Linked DNA regions of Ovis aries: region 1 is linked to region 2. A link is a contact called in public Hi-C data. All regions are on one chromosome and are shown on one strand. Each heading gives the region's core, a stretch centred on a gene start, on an enhancer-like site or on the middle of the called end of the contact. The rest is flanking DNA. Distances are from core to core; before and after follow the strand shown. Region 1 overlaps LOC132657355 (a long non-coding RNA gene). Region 2 holds the start of BAHCC1 (BAH domain and coiled-coil containing 1).

Region 1 (4,303 bases), core at 1,571-4,070, 35 kb after region 2:
AATTCCTTTACAATAACTGAAGACGGAAAACTGGGCTCATGTCCCATTTCTTAACGTTTCCTTCTTACATTATAACTTTTGGTCTCTGACTCTGTGTTCTGGAGAATTCCCCAGTTTGACCTTTCAGCTCACTAGTTCATCACTTAGATGTCCACTCTACTTCTCAGCCCACCTATCGAGTAGTTTTTATTTTGGCATCCAAACCTTTTCATGTCCTAAGACATTGACTTGATTTTCGGAAATATCTTTAAAATACTTTTCCTCATTTACATTTCTCCTGGCTGTTTCCTATCACCTCCCCAGTTTCCCCAAATGTTTAGCCCTGGCATAACAAGGCAAGCACATTATTATTTCCAGCTCACCATATCCATTTCCCTACCATCCACAAGCCAGCCACTAAGCTAACACCGCATATTTTAGAGTTTTGTCACACCAGCTCCCTGGGTGCCCATTTCTGCACTAGTTAGACTGGGCGTATTAGTCAGCTGTTGCCACAACAATGCTGCATAACAAACCACTCCAAAGCTTCTGTGTCTTAAACAACAGTCATTGATGCTCACACTCACGGCTCTGAGAGTAGATGTGGGTGGGTTTAGGACTGCTCCAGGGCTCCCTCACCCTCCTTGGACCAGTGGTGTCCCATTAGCACATGGGAAGGAATTTGGGAGGAAGGGGGCAGGGGGTGGACAGCTGCAATCTCAGCCCCACCTCGTGGGAAATCCTTCATTTGTGGCTTGCTCTTCATATGCAAGCTTTCCCGTTTGTCAACAAGTGGTTACTGGCCTTGAAATTGTGTTTATGGGTCTGACCAGCTTCTGGGGGCATCAGTGACAGTTCTGGGGACATGTGGTTCCCTGCTCTTCTAGGTGTTATTCATTAATGTGATTTTCTCTGTCTCCTGTCTGCTGCTAACCCTTCAGCTGCTGCCTCAAAGCCACTCATCAACTGCCAGCAGTTTCTTCCCTGGAGCCAGAGCAACCACCCACCACCCCTAGGATTTCTTGGGCTATCTGGGCTTCAACGAAACCCTTCCTGTTCTCCTGGTTCTAGTGAGTTTTTTTCATTTTTCTGTCATTTCTAGGGATTGAGGGTAGAGTACAGACTGTTAGGAAGCATCTGGACCATCAACTTGATTTTTAACCTCTTTGAGGCATCTAAACCAGTCCAGTTCTCAAGCCTTGAATGCTTAGTTCCTGGGAGCAGAATTTCCAAGGACCTGTGATGGGTCTGCCGGTTACAGGACCTGGGTCTGGACCAGGGCAGGCTGCTGGAAGGGGCTGCCTGCTTCCACCTGGATGTTGCTGGCCTCCTGAGGCCTAGTTCGGGATCCCCATAACCCCTGGTGGGAGGAACCCCAAGGTGGTGCCTTAAGGGTCACTGGGAGAACTCCAAGATGGTGCCTTGATGGTCACTGACTAGTGGCTTTAGCAATAGGGAACTGAACCATAACTTTGGTGGCAGCAGCCCAGTGATGACAATTCTCAGGCCAAATCCAGCAGGTCCCAGGACATTTGTGACAGGGCAGGTCCCTCTGCCATTGCCATCTTACCCACACATAAGGTTCAGCTCAGCTCTTTTGCTTCAGTTCCTACTCTTATTTGTCATCAAAATTTGAACAGAGGTTTGGAAACCAAGGGCTTCTCTTGTAGCTCAGTAGGTAAACAATCTGCCTGCAATGCAGGAGACCCGGGTTTGATCCCTGGGTTGGGAAGATGCCCTGGAGAAGGAAATGGCAACCCACTCCACTATCCTTGCTTGGAAAATCTCATGGAGAGAGGAGCCTGATGGGCTGCAGTCCATGGGATCGCCAAGTCGCGCACGACTGAGCAACTAATACTTACTTGGAGACCAAGAAAAGTTTAGAAACCACCCTTCCTGAGGCCTGGGACCACCGGTTGTATTTCCTTCTCCTGTCTTTCTGGTGCTTTCAAAGAATGTGCAGGACTGCACTGGGCTCAACTTCTCTAAAAGCAAGCCAACCTGCTTTTTATGAAAAGATGGGAACTAGTAATTTGGGATTACCTTCCTCCTTTCTGGGGCGGCAGCAGGGAAGTAATTAAAGGGTGAGAACTATGCTCATCCCCATAGGGCTCAGGTGAGGGCAGAGGCAGAGGCCCTGGCTGTGACCCCTCCTCCACCCGTAAACTGGGAAGAACCCCACCTGCGGGCAGAGTGCAAAGAGCAGCAGATCTGCAGCCCCAGCCGTGGAGGGTCCATATCTCAGAGTCCCGGGGCGGCGTCTTTCCTCCCTTCAGTATGACCCAGCCCGGGACGACAGGGGCCACCCCTCATTTGCGGTGACCCTGAGACAGACGCCAGGCAAGAAGTGAGGCCAGGACTGGCTCCTGGGCCCCAACCCTATCCCAGGGGACAGTTCCTGGTGGCGAGGCCCCTGAGTAGCGCCCCACTCCGGAGCCCCGGGACGCTCTCAGGGCATCCTCTTTCCCTTCCAGAGTGCTGCATTTCAAGTCCCCGGAGAGATATGGGGGCGGACCCCGGGGCAGAAAGCGACGGGCGGTTCTTAGGCAAATCCCCTGGGCCCCCTGCTCCGGAGCTGCCACGCGGTGTCACCCCCACCCCCTCTGCACTCCAGGGCATTTTTCCGGAGGGCGGATTCGGAGGTACAAAGCGCGGGGTCTTGGGCGGCGAGTCAGCCGTTTTCGAAGCTCCGCTTGGGCCCCGGCGCAGGCCTGCCCGACTCGGAGTCCGCGGCGCCTTCCTCCTCGACCCGCCCGGCCAGCCCATTGGCTCAGACGCGCACCGCCCGCGTCTCCGCGAGATCCCATTGGCCGGCGGCCGCGGCTTAGACAAAGGGAGCGGCGGCGGCGGGCGGCGATTGGGCCGGGAGCGGATGGGGAAGGCGTGGAGGAGGCCAGAGGGGAGGGGAGAAAGAGAGCTGGGGCCGGAACCGGGGGAACACCCGCGCAGGCGGGGGCGGGGGCGGGGACGGAGGCGGGGGCGGGGGCGGGGGCGCGGACTGAGCAGGGGAAGGCGGGGCGGGAGGACAGCGAGTGGGGGAGGGGTGGAAGAGCGAGGATGGGGGGGTAAGAAGCGAGGGGCGGGGGCACGGAACCGCGCTGGAAGGGGAGGACAGGGGGGCTCGAGGTCGGGGGCGGGGAGCGGGGAGAGGCGAGGGGTTTAAGGCGAGGAGGGAGAGTGCGGGGGTGTTCGAGGGGGAGGACTCCAATGCCGGGTGGAGGCGGGGGCGGGGCCCCTCCGCGGGGGCGGGGCCGAGCGCTCCTGGAGGGCGGCGGCCGCAGGGCGCGGGGCGGCGGGAACCCGCCCGCCCCTCCGCCCAGCACCCCTCCCGCCCCGGGGCTCCTGCGCCGACCGCGGCCGCCGCTGCCTCCTTGTCTTCCCCGAGGGTTCCGCGTCCGTCTCCGCTAGCTCAGCCGCGAACGTGGGAAAGCGGGAACCTGGGTCGAGAAGGACGCGCCCGGACCCAGGTCTGGACGTGCAACCGGAGCCGCAGCCTAGCGGCGGGACGCGCTGCCCCTTGGCCTCGTAGCCCCTCTCCGGAACTGTCGGGCCTCAGGGTTCCTCTGCGCGTCCGCTCGCAGGGAGGAGATGCGGGCCCTGGCGCTGGAAGACGTGTCCGGCGCGCGGACGGGAAGCTCGTCGCGCTTCCTGGAGAGTTGGCTCGGCGGGGTGCGTCGCCTGGGAGGGAGGGATGGGCCGTGTGGCGACCGGCCGGGCGGGGAGTGGCTTCTGGCGGCCCCCTCGCCAGCGGCGGGCCCGCGAGGCCGCCCTCTGAGCGCCGCCAGGTACGTGCGTTTTCCTTTTTTCCCGCGCGCCTAGAGCGCACTCCGGGTAGGAAAAAAATAAAAACCCGGCTGGTGTGTAAGAGCCTTTCGCTGCACACGTGTCTTTCTGCAGGGCTCGGGGAGGGCCGCTGAAGTCGGGGTACACACTGGCCTAGTCTGTGCCTGTGGGCTCGGTCAGAGGACTGTTCCCTACTCCACCTTGGGGCTCGGAGCAAATGTCTCTTTGCAAAAGCCTGTCCCGTTTACTCTAGGTTGCGTTTAATTTGCCGAGGAGACCACGCGCCCTTCCTCGGCTCCGGGGCTGGGGCCATGGGGCTTTGTGCAGTCTCTCCCACCCGTACCCCCTGGAACCCAAGGAATTTTCAAGCGGGGCCGCTCAGTTCTGAGAGACGATCGCTGGAAACTCGGGATGGGGAAACCCAACCTTGGTCCCTCGCTAGGCGGACAGGTCCCCTTGTCCAGTAGTTACCCACACGAGTCCCAGACTTGCCTGTTAGGGGAGGCCCTTGGGTTTTGCTTTTTGGTGGTTTGGGGAGGCC
Region 2 (4,258 bases), core at 39-2,538:
GCGGCTCCTTCGGTTTTGCTTCGGTTTTAATTTAAACACCGAAAACCCTCCCTTTGCTTCGGCCGCCCGCATCCTCCAGCGCCGTCTCCCGGTGCGCTGGCGCTGTGGGGCCTGCAGGCTGGGCTGGGGCCCGCGCACACCCGGCGCGTGCTGCTTGGGCGCCGCCGTAGAACCCGCTCCCTGCGAAACGGTCGCGCCCGACACCCACCCTACCTCCGCCAGGAGAGGACCGAGGTCCGTGGCCGCTCCTGGCCCCCGCAACCCAAGGCGCACCCGTCCGCAGATGCCGTCTCAGGGGTGGTGGTCTGAGCCCTGCATGCCGCCCGGAATGCGCTCGGTGAGAAAGCCACTCTGCGCTGACCTCGCTTGGCCCCCTCCGCCACCCTCAGCCGCCCAGGAAAATTTTTTCTGAAATGTCCTGAAATGAATTAGGTTCTGGAAAGCGAACCCCCACGAACCTCGCCGTTACCCCTCTCCGCCCGGTCCCTCGCCCCGCACGCGGCTGACGGCCGGCAAGACCCTCTAGTAGGCGGCTCAGCCGCCTCGGCCAGCGCGAGCCAGCCGGTTCCCGGCGCCGTGGAGCGACCGGGCGGGGCTGACCCAAGGCTGCTCGGGGGAGGGGAGCAACGTGGTGGGGGGGTGCAAACAATTGGGGTTCGTTCGTGGTGCCTCCAGAGCCGGAGCGCGTTGGCTGCGTCCGGGACCTCGCCGGCTGTCTAGCCGGAGCGGCCCGCGCGGCTTTCGCCGGACGCAGCCTGGCGGTCCCTGTCCTGTCGCGATTATTTATTTTTAATGCTGGGTGTCGATCGACACAACAAGCGCTCAGAGCAAAGCAAGGACGCATTACAGGGGGAATTTTAAACCGATCGATAAGATTTTTCAGAGGGGGAAAAAAAATCTCTCTTACATATAGTCCATTAAAAAAAAAAAAAGCCTGTTCGACATTATAACGGATTTTTAAAAAGGGAAGATATATACTTCTTAACATCGCAACCCTGAATTTCTCTTACTAAAAAAAAAAAAAATGTAAATCCCCAAAGCCAAAATAAAAATAAAATAATAATAAAAATACAAAAACAAAAAAAAATGAAAGCAATTTCAGTTACTTACTGGAGGTTGTTTCCTGGATACAATTGAATGCAATACAATTAAACCAGTAAATGTGACTTTGTTTTGTATTCCTATTGGTATTTTCAATGTGCTGACTGTTGCACTGTAAATGCACCGCTTCCACAACAACGACTCTAGCGAGCCCATCCAGAGCGGCTCTCAAACCTGCAGCCCGGCGCGGCGAGCCACGGGCCCTGCATACTAATAAGCTCGTGCCACTCAGCCCGGAGCAGCCGGTGCGCTGATTGGCCGCGCGGCCCTCCGCGGCCGGGAGCTCGTGCCACTCATTCGGCGTAAACAGGCCTCCCAATAGGCTGGCGCCGGGCCAGGGAGCTGCCAATCAGGGAGCAGCAGGGCTACTACCGAGCCCGATGGCGCCTAATTCAAGCCCGGCGACTGCGCAGCTCCTTTGCGCAGATCGTTGCTGCTGAATGGGAATGTGTTGGCGCAGGGCGGGAGAGGGAGCAGGGCCGAGTGGGAGCGCTTATCCACGCCGAGGAGAAGGCTTTTGCTTTTTTTTTTTTTTTTTAAATTTAACCCAGCAGGTCTAACGTTTGGCGTCCAGTGCACAGAGGCCAGATGATACAGCAACACGCGTTGAAGCAGATGCTTTTTAAAATACTTGGGATGTCTGGCAGGTGGCTGAACCCGGCACAGGTAGGCCCGAGATCCAAGCATAGAGGCTTCCTCGGGTTGCCTGGCCCTACTACCACTTCGAGGCTCCACCTGCTCTGACCAAGCTCAGGAATGCCTACACTCTCGAAGTCTGGGTACCACGGACTCTTGAGTCGCCAGCCTTGTCCTCTCCTCCTCTTGCCCCAGGGATCAGAATCTGGGGAGAAGGTTTTGTGTCTCTGGCCACGTATCTGCGGACCCTGTTTTTATTCCCCATGGCTATATTTTTGCAACCCAGCACTGATGAAAATGAAAACCGGGGATTTATGGCCATGACAAAGATTGCCCTTTCTTCATCTGCAACTAGATTTTAAAAATATGTTCACCTTGATATGTACAGTATTTTTTCAATATCGCTCTCCTGCATATGATAAATTCTTGCCCTAAATAGAAAAGCCCCTAAACAAATATCTTCATCGTAATCAGATGCAAACTATTTTTTAGGTTATTCTCCAAATATTTCTGTTAGAGTTTGGTTTCCCAACGATGCTATTTATGCTCGGGAGTCAAGTCTATATCTTAGTGGCGATGGATACATTATTTTCACTCCTCCAGGTGCAGCTCTGCTTCCCCCTCAGGGGGAAAAAAATGGTATTTAACTAGATGCCAACCAACTCGGGCCCGCGCGGTATCCACCGGCTCATTCCGGTAGGGACAGCCGCTGCCACCGCCGTTGCTAAGTCGCTTCAGTCTTGTGCGACCCCATAGACGGCAGCCCACCAGGCTCCTCTGTTCCTGGGATTCTCCAGGCCATAATACTGGAGTGGGTTGCCATTTCCTTCTCCAATGCATGCATGCATACTAAGTCGCTTCAGCCGTGTCCGACTCTGTGCGACCCTATGGACACAGCCCACCAGGCTCCTCCGTCCACAGGATTCTCTAGGCAAGAATACTGGAGTGGGTTGCCATTTCCTTCTCCACCGGTAGGGACAGGAACGGGTTAAGCCAGAGGCCTTCTGTTGTCACCTTTCTTTCCCCGCCCCCCCGCCCGCTCCCTAGGGACCGTCAGGATTGGCTGGCACTCGGCCAGCAGGCTGTCAATCACCGAGTGTAAACAAGGCGCTGATTGGCTGTTGTCCAGTCCGCACAGGGCCTCCTGAAAAAAGCAATTACTGGCTCCGCGGTTTCAAGGCGGCCCCAGGCCGCTTGATGAAAGGAGATAAGCTAGGGACCGTTTCCAGGACCCCCGCGGGCCGACCCTGGCAGCCTTGGAGCCGAGGTGCGGCGAAGAGCCTGCGGATCAAAGGAATCCAGAGAGAAAGGGGAAGCCGGGCGCAAGGCTCCGGCCGGCCTTCCCCCGCGGGCATCTCTGACCTGGGTAGGGGCTTGGGCCGCGGACTGGGCTCCGGAAGTGGGAGCCCGCTTTGGGCGGCGCGGCCGGGCAGCTCCGGAGAGTCCGGGGCTGGCAGGTAAGCGCCACGCTCCGCGGCCCGGGCCTAGGACGCAGGACTCGGCCGGCGCGGTCCTGAGTCCCGGCTCCAGCGACACCCCTGCCAGGTGACGAGGACCCCTGTCCCCCACGGCCTGAGCCCCTGGCCAGTCCCTAAGCCCGTGCCTTCGGAAGCCACCGAGGTGGCGCGCGTCGGCAGCGGGAGAGGAGGCGGCACGTATAAATCCATAAAGCCCTCGGAGATCCGATTAGCGCACGGCTATTCATTAGGCCGGGGGCGATTGAATTAGGTCCCGGGTGCGGGCCCGAGGGCGGGTGCCGGCGCGGGTTGGGCGCATCCGCCAATGCGGGGCGTGGGGTGGGGTGGGGGGGACAGTTCTGGCGCAGACCTCAGGGCTTGGGCCGTGGTTTCCGGAGGAAGTCAAAGCATCGGCTCCGGAGCGAGTTGAGGGGACGGGTTCCTCCAGGTCCTGCCCCAGCGGGTGCGTGCGGGGGCGGCCGGCTTCCCATGCACACCGTGCAAAGCCAGCCTGAGACCGGCCCGGCTGCGGAGAAATCGCGTCCTCGGAAGGGTGGGCGGGCAGGAGGGGTGGCCATGGCTCCGGGATCCAGCGCAGGGCCAGGAGCAGCCGGAGCTAGGGCTGGGAGCGGCTAGCTGTGCGGTCCCGGTCCCGGAGCACACCGGCCTCGCACCGCCTCCTCGGAACCGGTGACCTGGCACGCCGAGACTGCCTGTTCCGCACGCCCAGGAGTCCCGCCAGCTTCCCGCAGCCCTCGGAGTCCTGACCCCCAGCAGGGTGCTCCTCGCCTCCGGACGTTTGGAATCTGGGTTCCGGATTACTGTCTCTGATGATCTTGTTTTCTGGCGCAGAAACTTTTTCTTATAACTGAAGTTTGTAAGCTCCACTTGAAATTTTTAAAAATGAGAAAATGTATGAGAGAAAAATCCTCAACCCAAGAGAAAGAATACCTTGCCTACCCTCAGTATCCCTGTAGTTGCACCTAGCTCCCTGAGCGCCTGCCAGCGCGGGCCCCCGGGGTGCGCTGGAGTCGGAAAGGGGCTCAGCCTTGGACCACCACGTG

The links. A called contact is a pair of places that touch in the nucleus more often than the background predicts.
Region 1: a contact with region 2 is called in a Hi-C map of hypothalamus, with 3 times the contacts expected there. The contact joins the enhancer-like site here to the promoter of BAHCC1 in region 2. A contact is called at or near these places in 12 of 16 Hi-C or Micro-C datasets (blood, hypothalamus, liver and 6 more).

The regions. Positions count from the first base shown.
Region 1 is chr11:50,890,906-50,895,208 of ARS-UI_Ramb_v3.0, forward strand. It overlaps LOC132657355 (a long non-coding RNA gene), which reads right to left. Exons shown (of 2, transcript XR_009595374.1): 2 at 3,310-4,303. Among named protein-coding and RNA genes, the nearest start is that of BAHCC1, 35 kb to the left of the region's middle. Within about 2 kb of position 2,821, at least 49 of the 54 cell types and tissues checked have an H3K27ac peak or open chromatin away from gene starts, as enhancers often do. A contact at or near this core is called in hypothalamus, liver, muscle and 1 more, where this site is marked.
Region 2 is chr11:50,857,261-50,861,518 of ARS-UI_Ramb_v3.0, forward strand. It overlaps BAHCC1 (BAH domain and coiled-coil containing 1), which reads right to left and starts at 1,289. Exons shown (of 28, transcript XM_042256754.1): 1 at 1,111-1,289.